Linked DNA regions of Mus musculus: all the other regions are linked to region 1. The links are chromatin contacts, called in public HiCAR-type and promoter capture Hi-C maps. All regions are on one chromosome and are shown on one strand. The core of a region is the stretch at or near the end of the contact, and the rest is flanking DNA. Distances in the headings are between cores, read along the strand shown.

The links. Promoter capture Hi-C pulls out the DNA fragments that hold promoters and counts their contacts. HiCAR-type assays count read pairs that join an accessible place to other places.
Region 2: a HiCAR-type map of kidney shows a contact between it and region 1, with 2.6 times the contacts expected there. The contact joins the promoter of Kif12 here to the promoter of Hdhd3 in region 1. A contact is called at or near these places in 1 of 39 promoter capture datasets (the C10 cell line), 2 of 115 datasets of contacts at active chromatin or transcription factors (double positive thymocytes and kidney) and 1 of 9 other capture datasets (adipose tissue).
Region 3: a promoter capture Hi-C map of liver shows a contact between it and region 1, with 2.1 times the contacts expected there. The contact joins the promoter of Ambp here to the promoter of Hdhd3 in region 1. A contact is called at or near these places in 1 of 39 promoter capture datasets (liver), 1 of 484 Hi-C or Micro-C datasets (liver) and 1 of 115 datasets of contacts at active chromatin or transcription factors (bone marrow-derived macrophages).

What each region holds. Positions count from the first base shown.
Region 1 is chr4:62,500,766-62,503,677 of GRCm38.p6, forward strand. It overlaps Hdhd3 (haloacid dehalogenase-like hydrolase domain containing 3), which reads right to left and starts at 1,435. Exons shown (of 2, transcript NM_024257.1): 1 at 1,393-1,435.
Region 2 is chr4:63,170,634-63,173,545 of GRCm38.p6, forward strand. It overlaps Kif12 (kinesin family member 12), which reads right to left and starts at 1,498. Exons shown (of 19, transcript NM_010616.3): 1 at 1,347-1,498; 2 at 1,188-1,253; 3 at 1,019-1,097; 4 at 686-798; 5 at 521-596; 6 at 55-189. The coding sequence starts at 1,372.
Region 3 is chr4:63,152,621-63,155,532 of GRCm38.p6, forward strand. Ambp (alpha 1 microglobulin/bikunin precursor) reads right to left here and starts at 1,552. Exons shown (of 10, transcript NM_007443.4): 1 at 1,322-1,552; 2 at 1-106. The coding sequence starts at 1,435.

The sequences.
Region 1 (2,912 bases), core at 185-2,684:
CTAAGGGTTTCTCTGTAGACCAAAAACCTATAAAACAAGCACAGTGAAGTTGGTATGTGCCATGAGGCTATAAATCTGGAACCAAAGTCAGTCTTTGAACTCAGGGAATTTCCTTAGCAGGTTGAGGAATCCCGAGGAAAGAACATACAGAAAAAATATATATAAACTTCCTTGAGGCTGGGCAAAGTCTAGTGCTCTGGGCAGAGCTGAGCTCAGGTGCATAGCCCTGTAGGTCAAAGTCAGGAAGCAGTTATGCCTGCCATTATCTGTATGTGGTTTTGCCTCCATGTATATAAGTGCACCTCCGTCACGCCTGGTGCCTGTGAAGCCAGAAGAAGGTGTCAAATGCCCTGGAACTGGAATTTCAGACATTTGTGAGCTGTCACATGGGTGCTGGGAATCGAACCTGGGTCCTCTGGAAGAACAGCAGTGCTATTAACTTCTGGGCCATCTCTCCAGCCCATGACCCTTTTACAATTATTAGAAAATGGTGCCCTTGTTTAAGAAACCCATATTTATATTTGAGTATGCTTGACTTTCCTCAGAGTCCTTCTTTCCCCCCTAACCCTCATGCTTAATCCTGCATTAAAATGTTATTAATAAAATTTCCAACTTGGCTTCATTTAAAAAAATTACTAGTAATGTCAAAAAAGAGAAAGGTTCCTGGAGACTCTGACCAACAACATAACTGGTGAGGAGCTGGTGGAACCAGAGAGGGGCTGTGAACCTGCCAACAGCCTGGATTAGAACCCAAATGTCCAGACTCTAGCCAGGGCTGCCTTTGCTTACCCATGTTTATATTCTTTTAAAAGTTGGATTATGTTGAGCCTGGGAAGAGTGGGACAGAAGACAGTCCGTTCCAACTTGGCTCTGAGCTGCAAGTTCTCCCTGGAGTTATTAGTGCCAAATACCCAACTGTCAGTTCTCTGCCTGGAGTCAGAGACTGATTGCAGGTTTGTCTCCAGACAGAGGGGACTGCTTAGCTGTGTCTTTCAATCTGTGGGGTCCGGGGTTCATTCAGAATGCAGCCAAACAAAACAGAGGTGAGGAGGGGTGTGGGGGCGGGGCGCGTAAAGAAATGTGACAAAGAAGAGATTTAAGTCAGCTCGAAATAGTGAGACAACTTTAAAAGGGCTCTCATCGAGCAGGTAGGTAGGCTGAGGCCCAGCCAGGAACCAGACTGGTTCCGAAAGTCCTCTGGATGTCTCAGGACAAAAGTCATAGCGGGGCTGGGGCTCCGCTGCAGGACTGACTACCCTAAAAGCAGCGGGACGCGAGACTGGAGCCTCCGGGGCCAAGTCCACTGCTGGCTGGCCTCCAGCGTCCCCAGCTCGACTGCACGGATTCCCACGGTTTAGCACCCTCCACCCAGCCCCGGGCCTCCGCACCCACCTGGCTCGGGAAAAGAGACCTGAGACGCAGCGGCTGCTCCACCGGCTCTATGTAGGCGATCAGTAGCTCGCGACCCTCGGACTTGCCATTGATTCTCGCCCCGCCCCACTCTAGGCGTCACCAAGCTCCTCCCTCGCGCCCGTCACTCGCCACGCTGAGTCTTGGGCCTCTTGTCCCTTAGGTTACCCCGTAGCTTCCCTGCTCCCTGTCTCACGCCCTCTCACCGTCCCCTGGCTTCTTAAGGTCACTGTCTCACCCCTCATCACGTTCCTCCCCACTGCCCTTATACTCATTATCACAACCCAGGTGTTCTCTTTGCTTCTCATCTCTATCCCCCGGCCCCCGCCTCCGTGGGATGGAGACACTTAGGGGACCTAGACTAACTTGGGAATGGCAATGGCGGGGAGTGGGGTTAGGGCTCAGGCCGGCTCCCCAAACGCAGTGAGGACTCCAGCAAGGCTCTGTCCCTTTCTGTTCTGAGAGACCCCAGTTGGTTCTAGAAGGGAACTTCTTGTCTCACACACACAGTTTGTTGACTGCAATAACCTAGACACTTGGTTTTAAGATAGGGTCTCACTATGCAGGCAAACGGGTCCTGAGCATCTTCCTGCCTCAGCCTCCCAAGTGCTGGGATAATGGGCGTGCCACCGCCGTGTCTGTCTAACCTAGTTTCTCTCTGTAAAAAAACAAAAAACAAAAAACAAACAAACATTTAAAGGAAAGAAGAGTTTCCCTTTAAATGCGGTTTTCATAACTGAAATACACGTTTATATTCAAAAGTACCGTTGAAAGCAAAAAAGCAAAGCTTTCCTCTCAACCTAGTTGATTCGTGAGGTGCCAAGTAAGCACCTGTATTCTGTGTCTGACGCGTGGATAGAGCAGGAAAATGTCAGTTTCCTGCCTACGCGAACATGGGAGGATCAGGCAAAAACCAAGTTCATAACGGAAATGAGCTGTAAGTGCTGCCAAGGAATTGGCTGGGGGGCAGGGGCAGGAGGGCTTCCCTCTGCTCTTTTCTTCCCCTCCCCCACAGGTACCCTCTTAAAACATCTTCTGTTATCTCCTGGCTCTGTGGACTTTAGATGGACTCAACTCCCTCTCCCTGGGCCTCAGAAAGCAAAGTGCAAAGTCACAGAGCAGTCAGCTCACCTGCCAGACTGGTTTTGCCGAACAAGCTTGCTCCTCAGAAATGGAGGTAGAAAGGATAGCCAGGACATCAGAGGCCCACCTGTTCTTCAGAGAATCCTGGAATCCCTGACTGTATCTCTTTTCAGGGTCACCTCAAACCTAAGCCTGTAGGTTCTGATTCCAACTCTGCCACCCTGGAGACTAGACACGAGTAACTTAGTAAAGCTAGAATCCAGGCTAGCTTTAAGTAGATTTCCAAGATAATCAATGTCAGCTGCCATTTGGTAGGTCTCTCCATGTGCTGTTGGCACAGTGACAGATGGTTGATATCAAGTCAGATCACACAGAAAACCTCTTTGAGCATTTAAGAAGATTCTTTTCAGGAGAGAAAA
Region 2 (2,912 bases), core at 248-2,747, 670 kb after region 1:
CTTAGCATCCTTGGTCCTTGGAACATAAGACCAGGTGGTCTGCCATTCTCTTACCTGCTCATTGTAGATCTCCAGGTAGGAAGCTCGGAGGGTGACCGGGGAATCCAGGTGCTGCACGCGATCTAATAGCCAGGTGAAGGTCCTCTGCATGATGCCAGCCAGGCTTGGGGGGACGGGCACCCCTTCCCCCTGGGGGCAAAGACAGTTGCGGCTGCAGCAGGAGCTTCAGCGGCAGCTTCTTTGCGGAGCACTAAATGCTCCAGAAGCCATGCCACAGGCCCCATTGAAATCTCATTGAAATCTCACAGTTCGTAGTCCATCCACGCCACCCTACAGACGAACTAACTAAAAGCAAGTAAGAGAAGCTGCCCAAATTAGAACACAAAGGCTCCAAACTCTGCAAGTCCTTGTCTTTGTTCCTCAGATACCAGGTCTGTGAAACAATGGGGTGGGACAGCATTATCCACGCCCCTTCCAGCCCGGAGTCCCATCCACAACCCGGCTTCACCAGGCTGCCCACCTGCGGAGGAGGTCCAGTCAGAGTGTAGGTCTTCCCAGAACCAGTCTGGCCAAACGTGAAGACCGTGCAGGAGAAACTGTAGGCAGCAAGGACGTGGCTGAGCCTGAGAAGCGGGCTCCAGGCGGTGTGAGAACCCAAGCCCTGCGCAGCCCAAGCATCACTCACCCGCGCAGCGCCAGCTCACCCAGGCGCTTCACACCGCAAGCTCTGAACACGTCCTCCTGCGTGCGCGCCCCGTCCAGTACGGCGCCAAAGCGGAACGCCACATCGGGGCTCACCTTGAGAGAGGATGGAGTAGGGGCGAGGCACCATGTAGGGATGGTGCATTGGGAAAGGCAGGCACTCTGGATTGAGCAGAGTCACTAGGAGGGGTGGGACATTCTGCTGTGGGAATCCTGGGGAGACGGAAGCAGAGAGGGGTCCTAAAGCAAGGTTGCTCCAGTTGGACGCATGGGTCTCCTCCTCAGATTCTTTTGCGGGGTTGGAAAGGCTTCTTACCTGCAGAGTCCTGGTCCCCGAACAGTGCAATGCACTCTGCTCCCCTCGACGCAGCTCCACTGTGCTCATGGGACGCACCCTGGCACCCAAAAACAGACAAGATGGTCTATACGGATAGTGCTTTCGGTCCCTTCCTGGCCCAGGTGCCTCCTAGTGGACCCATACTTACCTGAGCACCACTTGAATGGGAGTTTCTGATCCTTCTGGCCCTTGCTCCAGGTTCCGTGCTGGGTCTCTGTGGCCACATGAGAATTACCACCCCTGCCTTTAGTCGCTGTCCTCTGGGAGAGCTTCAGGGTATCCGCAACATCAAACAAGTTGTACTTACCCATCGGGAGACCCACGTTCCTCCATGTCTTGTAGTGGACAGGATTTCTTTCCCTTTCTAATATGCCTTACCCTCACCACAGCATGACTGTTCAGACACACCTTATATCCATCTCCCTCCCCAGTCTCCCACAGCCAGTCATCCAGAAATACTGCAGCCTGCCCAGAGCTAGCAAGTTAAAGATTTACCCACCCCACCTGTGAGGTGGGAAGTTCCATGCCAGGGCATTCCAGCTAGGGGGGTTTCTAGAGTCTAAGGATCCTTTGCTTTGGACAGTTTCCTCTAGAGAGATCTAAAGGATTACCCAGACCACCTTCTTGTGTCTCAAAGACATAAATCAGGGATGGAAAGGGCTCAGCTAAGGCCACAGAGCCAGAGAAAGAACGAGGCTCTTCTGGCACATACCCTCTGTCTCCTAATAGCTCAACCTTGCCTTAGCACAGAGCCCAGGGAGTGGAGGACCACAGAAAACCTAGCTGCCTGGTTGGCCTCTGGGCTGAGCTGACATCAGCTTCCCAACATCTGGTTAAATATTGGTGCACCTGCCTCTGGCAAGCTAATGCTAATCCACAGCCAGTGTGGTGTTTAACTCCATTGGCCTGGCTCACCAAAGCAGCAACAGCAGCAGAGATGTCTGTGAGCACGCTCAGGCTGCACCACCACTTTTCCCTGCCAGTCTCCATGATGATCCCAGGCCTGATAAATCCTAAGTAAGCCTGCCTATTGCTGCAGATGAGAGGAGCAGGAATAACCCAAGGGTATGGAGTCTTTGGGGGAAGTGCAGAGACTTGAAGCTGGGGGTGTGTGGAGTGAGAGGGCAGATGAGGAACTCAAAGTGAAGCACACAGTTCAGTAAGGTAGGGAAGAGGTGCAAAGATGGGGCATGGAGAGGTGTTTGGGGCTGGTGAGGGCTCCATTTTCTGGCCTCCTCAGAGAACCAGGAAGGCACTCAGAGTCACAAACAGAGAACTGACAGGTTGCCATTCTTGAACCAGCAAGAGGAGAGGAGCAAAAGAGAACACAGAAGGTATCATGGGCAATGTCTGTCGTGGGGCAGTCTAAGTTTGGGACTTCACTCTGGGCTAGCAGTGGAGGCGACGAGAAGGTCAGACCCTGGAAAGACTCATGTAGATGAATATTAAGAGGGGTAAGTATAACTGTCAAGACCTACTGTCTTTCTCTCGCTGTCTCTCTCTGTCTCTATCTCTATTTGTCTCTCTGTCTCTCTCTGTCTCTCTGTCTCTCTGTCTCTCTCTCTTTCTCTCTCTCTCTCTCTCTCTCTCTCTCTCTCTCTCTCTCTCTCTCTCTGTGTGTGTGTGTGTGTGTGAGTGTGTGTGTGTGTGTGTGTGTGTGTGTGCGCACACACATACTATGGCACAAATGTGGAGGTCAGTGGACAATCAGGTGTCAGTCTTGCCTTCCACTAAGGACAAGGGCAGATCTAGCTCTCTTGTCAGAGTGCCTAGCATGAATGAAGCCCTAAATCTAGTCCCCAATATCACAAAAACTAGGCACACACCCAAAGCCCTAACACTTAGGAGGTAGAGGCAGGCATGAGAAATTCAA
Region 3 (2,912 bases), core at 302-2,801, 650 kb after region 1:
TCGCCCCCTCCTGCAGCACCAGCGTGCTCACGCTCATCTTGTCCTTAATGCGGCTCAGCCACGGGCAGGTGGATCCCACCGCCAGGTTGTACCATTTTCCATAGATCTAGGAAGAGCCACAAATCTGGATTTAACCAAGCCCTTGAGGAGATGTGTCCACATTTCCCCTCCTTCCTCCAAGGACCAGCCCTTTAAGGGACAGTGTCTCAAGGTGACAGTGGAGTTCCAGGTACAGCATATTTAGGGCAGAGGTGTGCAGAGTCCCCCTTCCTTACACAAGGTCTGCTCCACAGAAGTAAAGTGTCTGAGATGCCCCTGTGAGTAGGTAGAGTCCAGGTTGCATATTCTGAGGTCACCAGCTATCGCTGCCTTGGAAAATGAAGCTTGGGTTTTACACCTTTCATGGCAGTGTCTGCCACCTTGTGAGGCAGCCAGCGGAAGTGCCATGGAGACCCTACAAACCTGGTGGGACCTTCTGGGACCAGTCAACCACCTCTTCCTCTTGACAGCAGTCAGATAGAGCTGACCTTCCAGCCCCTGGACCTCCAGCACACCTGTTCCTTGTCCTAAGGTATAGAAAATCACCGGGAGTGTTCTGAAAACCCCTCAGATAGATCATGGAGACAGCGTTGAGGTGGACAGGGTCCCTACACAGACAATTTTATGATTCAGGACAAAGCTGGGGTTGCTTTGTTAAGAAAGAAAGAAAGAAAGAAAGAAAGAAAGAAAGAAAGAAAGAAAGAAAGAAAGAAAGAAAGAAAGGAAGGAAGGAAGGAAGGAAGGAAGGAAGCATGTAACTCTACAACACACACACACGTACATGCAAGGGCATGTGTATGCAAACAAAAATATTTGCACATAGACACATATGCATAGACACATAGTGACATGTCTGCCACAGGCCAAGGTGCCCTTAGACTCACACTTCGTAATTTCCCCAATCCCATCAACCAGTGTCCTACCTCTCTTCCTCACACAATCCCACAAGCCTGTCCACAAAGCTCACAGGTTCATGTCCACCCTATGCCACCTGCCATATGTGGATTCCTCTGGGGACCCATGAGGACAGCGCAGATTTGGAAGGCACTAGGCTTACAGGGGGCCCCAAAGAATGAATGGCAGGTGAGGGAGCTGTATCTTCAGAGAATCTCAGAATAACCTAACAGCCTGGCCAGGAAAGTCTCCTAGAGATTGAGATGCCATCTACAAGATAGGAAAGATGAGTACTCCCAAGACAGGACAGGCAGGCCTTAGCTGGCAAGGCCCAGGAGCATGGGCATACCACCACTGTGATCACCTCTGCCAGAGAGGCCAGCCTTACCCGGGACTCACTGAAGTTCTCCTGAACCTGGATATCTGGCAGTGTTGACGCAGGGTCAGCCCTCGAAGCGAGGCAGGCAGTCAGCAGCAGGAACAGGGTCCTGAGACCCTGCATGGCTCTGTGGTCTTTGGTCTTTGATGTCTCTCTCACAGCTCAGTGTGGGAGCAGGGATTACTTCCCCGGCAGTGGCAGCTACAAACTGAGGCTGGGGAAGGATCCGGAGGCAAATGATGACCTTGGTGTTTGCTTTGCTCAGCCAAGGCCAATCAGGGTCTTGGGCCAGCTCTAATCGATCCCTACAGCCCAGCCCAGGTCCAACTCTGTGGACAGGAAGCCATGGTTACTGACTCTGAAGGGACGTTGACCAAGCACAATAGAGTTCAGACCCTAGAAAGGTTTCATTAAAGGTCAACTTTCCCCAGGGAGAACAGGGGATGGGGCAGTCAGGCAGTGTCTGGCCTGTCCCTCCAGTTCTTCCCCCAAGATCTCAGAAGATACAGGTAGCCTGGTTCTGGCTTCTTTCTCATATAACAAAACTAAGGCCCAGGGAAGTTGGCTATAGAGCAAAGCATCCTTCCTCCCAAGACTCTCCCTCTGGTCTCCAACCTCTCATAGCCATTAAGATAATCAGGACAGGGAGAGATGCTATCCCTTCACCGAGCCACACTGGTTTCCCACAGTGAAACCATCAGTACCCAGATGAACCCCCAGGCTCACCTCAGAAGCATGTGCAGATGCCTTTCACTGATATAAGTTTTCACTCTCCTGGATTGACAAGACCCACTAGGGCTCCACCGTAAGAAAGGGAACAGAGCCTCCAAAGCCAGGCAGCTTCCTGTGGTCTTCCTGCTGTGTGCGCTTGAAAAGAATGCTGAGCCCTCTGTGCTCATTTCTTCACCAATAAACGCTGTTAACACAAGTACCTGGATCCTAGCTTTGGGGTGAAGGTTGAAGGGGTGAATGCCAACAGGCAACAGCATTGTTCTTAGGGTGTGGTAAGAGTTGAAGGGTCATTGTGACCTCCGTAAGATATATGTTCCTGTCGCTCCAGTTGCTCCAGAACCATCAACAGGATGATACTTTTAGACTAAACCAGTTCAAGGAAGTTTGGAGAGAGGACACACTTTGTATCATTCCTAATGATTTAGGGTTTTTTATAACAGCGCCTAAAGAAGGTAACACAGTAACATTTTGATTTAAAACCTGCAACATTTTTTTTTTTTTGAGACAGTGTCTTATATAGCTCTAGGCTGCCCTTGTACTGGATTTGTAGCCAGCTCTGCCTTGAATATCTGACCCTCCTCATGAGTTCTAGAATTACAGGCATGAACTACAGCTACACCTGGTTTATGCTGGGGGGTGGGGGGTGGGGGTGGGGGGAGTTAAACCTAGGGCTTCCTGCATGTTGGACAAGAGCGCTACCAATTGAGCAACATCCCTAGCCTCTAGATTTATATACTCTAATGGGAGATTTTTAAACCCACATCTGTTTGCATCAGAGCTCCTCCCGTCCATGGTGCTATGATCCCTCTCCACTCTCTTCTCTCTCCTCCAGGGGTTCCAGCCATTGTCCTTCCTCCTCCCTGATTCC